2 separate regions of the Acanthopagrus latus genome follow, and region 1 is linked to region 2. The links are chromatin contacts, called in public Hi-C maps. All regions are on one chromosome and are shown on one strand. The core of a region is the stretch at or near the end of the contact, and the rest is flanking DNA. Distances in the headings are between cores, read along the strand shown. Region 1 holds the start of LOC119016997. Region 2 holds the start of LOC119017293 (zinc finger protein 239-like).

The links. A called contact is a pair of places that touch in the nucleus more often than the background predicts.
Region 1: a Hi-C map of muscle shows a contact between it and region 2, with 2.7 times the contacts expected there. The contact joins the promoter of LOC119016997 here to the promoter of LOC119017293 in region 2. A contact is called at or near these places in 3 of 4 Hi-C or Micro-C datasets (liver and muscle).

Annotation. Positions count from the first base shown.
Region 1 is chr3:755,655-761,200 of fAcaLat1.1, reverse strand. LOC119016997 reads left to right here and starts at 2,040. Exons shown (of 10, transcript XM_037093395.1): 1 at 2,040-2,472; 2 at 2,993-3,857. The coding sequence starts at 2,244. It overlaps LOC119017283 (gastrula zinc finger protein XlCGF8.2DB-like), which reads left to right. Exons shown (of 2, transcript XM_037093892.1): 2 at 1-1,293. The coding sequence ends at 945. LOC119017303 (major histocompatibility complex class I-related gene protein-like) reads left to right here and starts at 5,440. Exons shown (of 9, transcript XR_005074378.1): 1 at 5,440-5,471.
Region 2 is chr3:543,930-549,185 of fAcaLat1.1, reverse strand. It overlaps LOC119017293 (zinc finger protein 239-like), which reads right to left and starts at 1,497. Exons shown (of 2, transcript XM_037093925.1): 1 at 976-1,497; 2 at 1-606. The coding sequence starts at 1,126.

The DNA of each region.
Region 1 (5,546 bases), core at 791-3,290, 210 kb before region 2:
AGAGAGCCTCAGTCAGAGTTAAACTCTCAGATAAACAATGAAGTTACAGTCAATGTAGGATGTAGTTCTGACAAGGAAGTCTGTGGTAAAAGATGTGGTCTAAAGTCAAAGCTGATGATTCGCAAGAGAAACTTTGTTAGAGAGAAACTGTTTCCTTGTTCTGAATATGGTCAAAGATTCAAAGAAAAGGGAAATCTGACACGACACATGGCTGTACACTCAGAGGAGAGACCATTTAGCTGCTCTGAATGTGGTAAAAGTTTCAAAGTAAAGCAAATTCTGACACGACACATGGCCATACACTCAGGGGAGAGACCATTTAACTGCTCTGAATGTGGTAAAAGTTTCAAAGTAAGGCAAAATCTGACACAACACATGGCCATACACTCAGGGGAGAGACCATTTAGCTGCTCTGAATGTGGTAAAAGATTTATACGAAAGTGGAATTTGACGAAGCACATGGCCATACACTCAGGGGAGAGACCATTTAGCTGCTCTGAATGTGGTAAAAGATTTGTAAAAAAGGGAAATCTGATGGACCACAGGGCCATACACTCAGAGGAGAGACCATTTAACTGCTCTGAATGTGGTAAAAAATTCAAAGTAAGGCAAAATCTGATACGACACATGGCCATACACTCAGGGGAGAGACCATTTAGCTGCTCTGAATGTGGCAAAAGATTCACAGTAAGGCAAAATCTGATACGACACATGGCCATACACACAGGGGAGAGACCATTTAGCTGCTGTGAATGTGGTAAAAGATTTATACTAAGGAGGAATTTGACAAAGCACATGGCCATACACAGAGGGGAGAGACCATTTAGCTGCTCTGAATGTGGTAAAAGATTTATACGAAAGTGGAATTTGACGAGGCACATGGCCATACACTCAGAGGAGAAAACGTTAAGCTCCTCTGAATGTGGTGAAAGATTTCCACCTTAAAAAAACAAATGACACATCGGTCGATAATTGATCTGAAGTGTTCTTGACAAACATTCACTTGGTGGTTGTCTTGCAGGATTCAACATCAGTCTTGAACTTTTTAAATGTCCTGTCTCAGACTTGATTACTTTTTTACTCAGTCTGGTCTCGGTCTCAGACTAAGAGGACTCTGAATATTAAGACCAGTTAAGACTGAAGTGACATCACTGTATTATGTATTTGTTTAATACCTTCTGTACTTATGATGGGCTCTATGAGACAACAGTCACTTAGAGAACCTGATCGTGTTAGCTTGATACGTAAAACGTGGAAAATGAGAGTTGAATAAAAACATTTCGTTTAATTTCACCTCCTCAGAGTTTGTTTGCATTTGTTGCTCATAGCAGAGTTTCCTCAGATATACAGAAGACATGTATCTTATGAGTACATGTATGTAGTTTGTACTGTTGTTGGATGCATCCTGTATCTAGTTGTTCTCTGTACTACTGTAGATGAATCAGACAGATTTTTATTCATTTGGATCAAAAATGACCAGATGTGTATTTAAAGTCAACAGTAAAAGTACAGTAGTACTAGTTTTGCAGTAAATGTTCTGTTTGTGACAGATATCTGATTCTATGTGACATTATTAGATTGTTAATAGTGATGAATCAGTGTTGGATCTACTTTAGTCCAGTGGTTTCCATCCTACAAGTTGGGCCCATCCACAGGGATCCTTCTGGAAATACTCATGAGTAATACTTATGAACTGCCAAGTAGCTCTTCCCTCATAAGATGAGAAAAGATTGTGTTTAATGTAATATATGTGTTAATTGTTCCATTTCCCCATAAAGCAAAACCTCGACGACGTGTGTCGCAGGTTGGGAAACTAACAAATCACAATAAGGGTCAAAGCATATTGGTCCCTTGATGTCTAAGAGGTGGTGAGGAAAAAACACTCCTCACAGAGTGGAGAGGAGAGGTGAAGGGATGCGGAGGAGCTCGTCAGTATTCCATTATCAATGCGCAGTTAGATCACTACAGAACTTTTTCAATTCGCTCATTGTTGTTTACGTTCTGCTCTGCGGAACCATTGATGAGCAGACATTGTTTCCGCCGGACGTGTTTTAGTGTGGGACCTCAGGCACTTTGTTTACTTGGTTCCGTTAGTCTGTGTTGACAGTGACGCGGTCTTTGCTCAGTCTCGGTGTGTTGGACCGTCACGTCGTGTGTCTGTCACCTTCACCTGTTTGGACTCAAAGTGTTTCGTTGTTCGGAGATTAAAACGATTCGAATCATCACGAGAGTTAAAAACAAACATGTCGGCAGAGCAGCAGATGTTCTTCCCGCCTTCCTCTCCTCTGAGCAGCCCGCAGGCAGAGATGGAGACCCTGAGGATGTTCGTCAGCGAGCGGCTGACGGCGGCGGTGGACGACATCCTGGGGGTGTTCGTGAAGACCGTGACCCGGTACCGGGACCACATAGACCGGCAGCAGCGACAGCTGGACAGCCTGAAGTCAGAGGAGGGCCGGTGGATCCAGACAGCAGGTCAGAGTGAGGAACACAACCACAGCACAGAAAGACTGATAATGATATCGATGTCTGCAGAGGAGGATCATTGATACTGCAGTGAAAACACGCCAAGTAATTCACAACCTCACTGCAGATAAAGTATGGAAGCACTGATGAGTATTTAAAGTACAAATGAAAAATGTTCGTGTGGGTGTTTCGTGAGGTGACCAGATTTCTGAAACATTATTCCCACGATACTGTCTGTTAGACTGATGTGGATCTTTTGGGGCCGGTGCTGATGTTGGGGAGTAAAAGATTCTGCTGACCGACAGATCGGATCCGTTAACAAGTGTAATGTTACAAACACGTCTAAAGTTACGTGGGGCTCTTTGAAACTGAGACATGAAGCTGTTTCTTGTTAGTGCAAGACATGAATATAGTTCATGTTTACAAATGACGAATGTATTATCTTTATAATCAGGTAGTAGGTCGATCTCATCATCAATCTGACTGATTGATTGATTGATTGATTGATTGATTTGTGTCGTCCCTGCAGACCCTCTGCAGGCGTCCTCCTGGATAAAAACGTGTCCTGATGACCAGACGCAGACTCTGACCGTCCACACAGACGGTCCGGGTGAGATGGACGCCGGCACCTTGGCAGCTCAGATTAAAACCGAAGTCGGTGCCGGAGACGAGTCCGAACTGAGCGGTGACTTTGATCCAGCCACCGGTTTAGACGGAGGGAGTGACGGACACCTGCTGGCTGAACACTCGGAGACGGAGGACAGCGGAGACTACTGGAGAGAGGATGCAGGTCTTTGGAGACCAGAGGAGACAGAAGAAGCTGAAGGACAGAGTTCATCTCTGATGGCGAAGGATTCAACTGATCTGTCGCATCAGCCGGCGCCGCTGTTCACCTGTAAAGTTTGCGGTGAGTCCTTCCACAGGATCAGCTTCCTGCTCACGCACTCTGCGGCACATCTGAGAGTCTGCGGCCTGTGTGGGAAACATCTGGAGCCGAGCGAGAACCTGAAGCTTCACCTCCGAGTCCACAGGGAGGCGATGTTCCGCTGTGGCGTGTGCGGTCAGAGCTTCACGCTGCGGGGGAACCTGCGGACGCACATGAGGATCCACTCGGGCGAGCGACCGTACGGCTGCACTGTCTGCGGGAAAAGCTTCGGCAGGAGGGCGACGCTGGTGCGACACGTCCGCAGCCACACGGGCGAGAAGCCGTTCGTCTGCACGTACTGCGGTCACGGCTTCGTGGAGAAAGGAAACCTGACGGTGCACCTGCGGACGCACACCGGGGAGAAACCGTACTGGTGCTCCGCCTGCAACAGGCGCTTCAGTCAGCTGTCCTGCTTCTACAAACACCCCTGTCAGAGGAGAGGCCTGAATACTGACTGCCCCAAAACATGACCAGGACTCTGAATGTTTCAAAGTAAACTTCCCTCGAGGCCGGTGGAGGCTGCCGCTGCCTGCTGTCAGTCTCTTGTCTTGGTTTCATGACTGGATGTTTTCAGAGCTGCTCAGGATCGTCTCAGTGTTGAAGCCAAGATTACTGCAGGAACATGACAACGCTTCACATCACCAAGCCTTCTGATTTTACTTACACAGAGAGGCAACACATGAAGCAGCACAGATCTATCAAGGTGCTGATAGAGACAGCTGAGTAAAGTGTTGGTTTGATCGGTTGTTTGACTTAAAAGATAATATTAGCTTTCACTTATCAAACAGAACAGTAATCGATGCCACATACCTGAGACAGGTTAGTACAACAGTGGCGGATCAGAACTTGGATCAAAGCCTGACAGATGCTCAAGAGTTCAGGAAGCTTCAGACACAGCAGCCTGGTCAGCAGGAGTCTTGTAAGAGTCCGGTCGGATCCGTAATAATGTGTCAGTGTGCCAAAATGTATGAAACACATCCTTGAAATAAGAACTCGGAACAGCTGGTGAGTCTCCTGTGGAGGTTTTGATTTTGTTATTTGATTTTAATGAAACAGTTTCATCCAAGAAAGAACTTTCTCACAGATGTTTAGCTTGAGACTCATCCAGCCACTGAGGCAGCTGACCTGAACCTGAAACAGTCTTATTATGTTTTATTGTATTGTATTAAAATGTAATTTATTTTGTTTTATTAAATCGTATTTTGTACTTTTTACTCTTGTCCAATCTAATGCAGTTGAACACAACAGCTCTTCAGTGTTTATAACGTGATCAGAAGTTGTGATTAATTGTCTCTGATTCTTCCTTCATCAATAAAACAGGTTGGACACCTCGGCACAAAGAACGATACCAGTAATATTCTTTAATATTACCTCTTCAGAGGACGACGAGACCATCATTTAGTTTTTTCATCAGGTATAAATGATGACAGTGTTGATTATATTAAACAGCATTTTTAGGAATTCAGGCAAAGATGAAGTGACAATTTTGATGCAAACTGAGTCTGTCAGAAAAAAAGTTTTGAAAAATGATTGATTGATTTCTTGTATTTAGGTGCCCAGCCATCATAACCCTCACACTTTATTACAGTAACACAGATAACTAAAGATATTTCGCAGTTCAATATTCAACAAAATATTTTCTCCCTGAAGTTTGATTAAGAAAAGATGCAAAAAAAAAAAGAAAAGAGTTGATCAGTGGAGTTGATCTCTCAGTGATGCTGTCTCTGTTAGCTGTGCTGCTGACAGGAGCAACTTTACTGAAGTCCTTAACTGGAAGAACTAACTCATAAATATATAATCAGATCTTTACCTCGTCCAGCTGAAGGAGGATCTCAGTGTTTATTCTGTGATGTTCTCCCTGAAACATTCATCAGTTCATGGGAGGACGTGAGGAGATTCATTACTGATAATACTGATTGTAACAAAGGTCACAGCAGTAAAATCAAAGTATGTTAAATGATCAGTCTGTCTGTCACTCAGCAAAATATCAGATGCACGAATCTACATTCAATAACTCTAAACCTTGTTTATTTATTACTTATAGAAACAGACAAGAAGGTGAATGAATGAATGAATTGAATTGGTAAGTATGAATATGAATATTGTCATCTGGCATTTTGGTTAATCTTGGTTGCGACATTCTTCCTCTGCACAATAA
Region 2 (5,256 bases), core at 248-2,747:
AGCTGAAGTTTTTTCCTTCAGACTCTGGTCCGTCCTGGCCGAAGCTCGCAGCACATTCAGAGGGGATGAACGACGACGTCCCGGAGTTGAAGTCCACGTCGCTCACATGTACTTCACTGTTCTGCAGAGGGTTTAAACCCGTCTGTGGTCCCGCCGTCTCGTCCCGATCACAGCTGTAATCAGTCTCGTGTTCAAAGGCATTGTCATCAGAATCAGAGCCGCTGTCATCAGAGTCGGAATCGGAGGCGTCGTCATCGCTCTCAGATTCAGAAGCGTCTTCTGAATCCAGTTCAGAGGAGTGTGACGCCTTGTCTTCAGTCACAGGGTGTAAATGTTGAACTGGATCTGAGGTCCTGGCTGGTTCTGGTCCTCCACAGTCCTCTCCGTCAGCCCCGGTCTCCATCTGTTCGGTCAGACTCTGACCAGGCTGTGAGGACCTGTTTTTCTTGTCATCGTCGTCACCCTTCGCCGGGAGAGGAGTGAAGGTGAACTGGATGATGTCGGCCTCCTCCTGACTGGTCCAGACCTCCTCCTGCTCCTCCTTAATGTGCAGCAGCTCCGGTGGCTCAGAACAAACCTCCTCACTGCCCGACGGCTGCTGGACGTCTGTGGAGGAGAAACACACTCAGGTAACACGTCCTGGTAGCAGTTCAACACCTCGCAGCACCAACAGTCTCAACACACTGAGATTCATGAGATGTGTGTGAAGACGATGGATTACAAGTTCAGACTGACATGGAGATGACGTCACCACCGTTTATCTCTTCAGGGGGAACTAAAGATTTATGATCATGTTGTCATGACTCTTTGGTTTGTATCTCACTACACGTGTGTCATCTGCTTCTCACCAAGACAAAGTCAAAGTGTTTCCGTTTTGTTTTAATGACATTTCAGTCTTTGACTCTACAGTCCAGTTCGTGTTCCGGTCGATATGATGGAGTTTTATTCTTCTTCGTGTGTTGAAAGTGAACTAACCTGTTTGTTTCTGGACGGCCAGTAGTTTCCGGTGTCGACACAGTTCCTCCTCGTACTCTGCTATCGTTCTTTCAAACAGCTCAAATATCTCTTCAGCAGCCGCAGTTAGTCGCTGCTTCACAACAACTCTCAGCGTTTGGACTTTAGACATTTTCACTGACTCACACGAACTTTCCCTCCAGAAACACTCCGTTAAAAACTGTCTGCTCACTCTGATGTGCGCTGTGTTCACAGTCCGCTCGGCTCCGTCTACTTCCTGCTAGCAAGCTAAGTTAGCTTCATTAGCTCCGGAAACAGCTCCGACCAGCAGCGCGTGTCCGTCTGTTAGCTGCTAATAAACTACGCTAGCTGCTTTAGCATCCTCAGCTAACAGCAGTCGGTCCACAGAAACACGAGAATCCGGTCAGAACAGAACTTCGCTCCGACTCCGTGTTGTGGTGACAGGTAACGGGAAAAGTTAGCGTTAGCCGCGACAAGTACTTCCGGTATCTCTTCTTCTTCTTCTTCTTCTTCTTCTTCTTCTTCTTCTTCTTCTTCTGTTTTCATTGCGGGTTGGAGCCGTGTTCATGCAGTGTTTATACCGCCACCTGCTGTCCTGTGGGGAGAAATTACGTCTCCTTCTTCCTCCTACACATCCTTCACCACTGTTCTGCTGGTATGACAATGATTTAAACAATATTTATATAATCACAAACAAACATGCAGTAAAATAAAACTGACAACCGAAAACAACAGAAGTGAGATTTTGTGCTGATGTTAGCAGCCTTGATACGTTTAATGTGAATGTATAATAACAGAGACATAAATATAAACGTGTGTGTTATTACACATTAAGATGACTGTAATTCAGAGTTGAGCTGTGAATCATTAAACCTTCTGTACATTAAAGATGTTTAACGTTCAAACAGAATCAGATTTATTCAGCGTCTTCATACCTGCAGCTCAGAGCAGCTGATCACAGATCTGCTGCAGCTGCAGGCGTTTACATTAACATCCTGTAATAACACAGCTGTCCATCACTGCACACACACACACACACACACACACACACACACACACACACACACACACACACACACACACACACACAGTGAGAATGGGTGTGTGTGTTGTGGATAATTTCAGGTTTGCAGTGATTACAGTCACGTGTCTCATCTTTAGTTTCAGGGAACAGCAGAAGAAGAAGCTCACAGTCACAAACAGAAGATAAACAGTGTAAACCTGATCAGCCAATCAGATCGCTCAGATATTAAAGTCCAGAAGATGTTTGAGGTCATGACAGAGTTCCTCCAGCAGAGGGAGTCGGAGATCAGCTGAGAGAACACTTTGTTAAAGTCCCGATCTGCTCATATTTTACATGTTTATATGTTTATGTTTGTTATGTTGACGTGTGTTTATGCCTTTATATGTTTCTGTGTCTATATAACAGTGATGTTTCTCCCAACACATGTTTGTGTTCATGTCAGAGAAACGTCGTCAGTGGAGCAGCTGTGGATTCATCCGCTGGTGAAAGTAGTCCCCAACAAAGTCAGTATTTTATCCTTAAACATGAAAATATATATTTGTGTTTGTTAAGATTCACATCTTCAGCGCGCTGTTTAAAAAAATGTTTAAATTACGTAGAAGACGGTAAAACATCAGCAGCAAACATTTAACAGTGGTTTACCGTAAAATTACATCTTTTTTGTGAGAAATTATTTTTGTCATTTTCTCGTTGAATTTCAATTACAAAGTAAAAAAACATTAGTGTAATTTAAATAACAGTTTAATAACATCATTTTAAAACTTCAGTCAATTCTGATTCGTCTTTAAAGAAAACGTCACTTTGCTGTATTTTTATCTGAATATACAGGATCTAACAATTAAATATCAGTCATTGTTATATATGAAAAAACAATAATAATATAATGTGTTTCTACAGGATGTTGTTGTTTCAGCAGCAGCTTCACTGTGAACACATGAAACATGACATCATCAGCACTGTGTGACAGCATCAGTCCATTCATGTCATTTAAAGTTTGTCACGTTTCTGTTTAAAAGTGATTTTACCGTTTTATCACAAACAGAACATACAATCAGATGATGTATATTATTTATAAATTAATGATATTTGATGATATATTTTAAAAACAGCACGTTAACACACACACACACACACACACACACACACAGCTGATCTGTTCTTCAGTTAACTTCCATGTAAACAAACTCCTCTCCCTCCGTCCGCAGCTCCCCACGTCTCCATGTCTCCATCATCGCCTCCGCCTCCCAATGAGCTCGGGTCCATCGCTATAGCAACTGGTTGCCACGGGCAACGAGACACAGCCAGCACCAGCGAGCCAGCATCCTCCTCACAGTTGATGTCGAAGGCAGAGCGGAGAGAAGGCGCGGTGTGAGCGGAGCAGCAGCCAGAACCAAACCGACACAATCCAGAGAAAACATCCAATCAGACGGCCGGTTTCTCCTCGCCGCTGCCTCCACCTCTGGAGCCTGAAGCAGACGATGACAGGATGGTGACAACTTGTTCTTCCAGGAAAGTGTTGGAGTGCAGGCGGTGACCCCGACGCTGCCGACGCCGCTGCTGCAGGGTGAGTCCCAACTTCACGTTTTACCTGAATCCTGTCTGTCAGGAGCGGCGTGGCTCGGAGAGGGTTCAGGGTGGTGCAGGGTGGAGGTGAGCCGTGTCGTAGACCTGTGTGTGTGCCGGGTGTGTGATGGCGTCTGCTGCCGGGTGAAATGTGAGGATTTCATGTTGTTTATTCTCCGCAGCGGCACCAGAAACCAGAGAGATGCTGTCAACAGGTCTTTAATATTTCAGAGTACGGAGCTGCAGTTTGTGAGCTGAGCTGAAGAACGTGTTCAGGTTTTATTGACTGATCATTTAAACAGAAACATAAATGCATCTTGTTCACCCGGAGGTCAGGACCCTCAGACCACCTCAGGATCAGAGATAATTAAAGAGCAACTTGTCGTGTTTGAGGACGTCGACCGGCCTGTTTACCCCTCGACTGAACGTTCACACCCTGTTTCACGGCTCGGTGCTCCGGTCGGTCACAAGCTGGTGCAGAGACGCGTTTATCATCATTTTAACTTCTTCACATGATGAATTCTTTCATCGTGCTGCGAGAAGAATTTTAAACCCAGTTTGTTGGTGACTGAGGAGGAGACGAGTGTGACGAGCCCTCGTCTGGGTCCTGTTGTTGTTGTTGTTGTTGATGTGAAGCGTCTTCACACTGTGGTCCTGCTGGAGCCACAGTGGAGGATCACAGATGTCAATCATCATTTAACATTTAACAAAAGAGAGAAGACGTTCAGGACGCCACATCAACAAGGATCAGTCTCTGATCTAAGATGAGGTACTGAACCCCGGTGGTCCTGTAACACCAGCCGGCGCCTGTGGCTGGTCGAGGCGTGGTCCAGACCCGAGTGACGTGCTTTTAATTCTAAACCTCAGAAGTCCTGATCCGTGTGTTTTTGGGGGGTAAATGAGGAGAAGACTGAGTCTCCATGACGTCGTGTTTGTCAGAAGAAATAATGTCAGATAAAATGTGTTAATTAGTACGTTCAGACGTGACGCTGTATTTTAGTTACGAATGGAGAACCAAGACCTGCAGGGTGAGTCTGTTTACCACCATTAAAGGAACAGTTCACCCAGTCCTCCTCTCCTCCTCCTGAGGATATAAAGTCCTCCTCTCCTCCTCCTGAGGATATAAAGTCCTCCTCTTCTCCTCCTGAGGATATAAAGTCCTCCTCTCCTCCTCCTGAGGATATAAAGTCCTCCTCTCCTCCTCCTGAGGATATAAAGTCCTCCTCTTCTCCTGAGGATATAAAGTCCTCCTCTCCTCCTCCTGAGGATATAAAGTCCTCCTCTCCTCCTCCTGAGGATATAAAGTCCTCCTCTCCTCCTGAGGATATAAAGTCCTCCTCTCCTCCTCCTGAGGATATAAAGTCCTCCTCTCCTCCTCCTGAGGATATAAAGTCCTCCTCTCCTCCTCCTGAGGATATAAAGTCCTCCTCTCCTCCTCCTGATGATATAAAGTCCTCCTCTCCTCCTCCTGATGATATAAAGTCCTCCTCTCCTCCTCCTGAGGATATAAAGTCCTCCTCTCCTCCTCCTGAGGATATAAAGTCTTCCTCTCCTCCTCCTGATGATATAAAGTCCTCCTCTCCTCCTCCTGAGGATATAAAGTCCTCCTCTCCTCCTCCTGAGGATATAAAGTCCTCCTCTTCTCCTGAGGATATAAAGTCCTCCTCTCCTCCTCCTGAGGATATAAAGTCCTC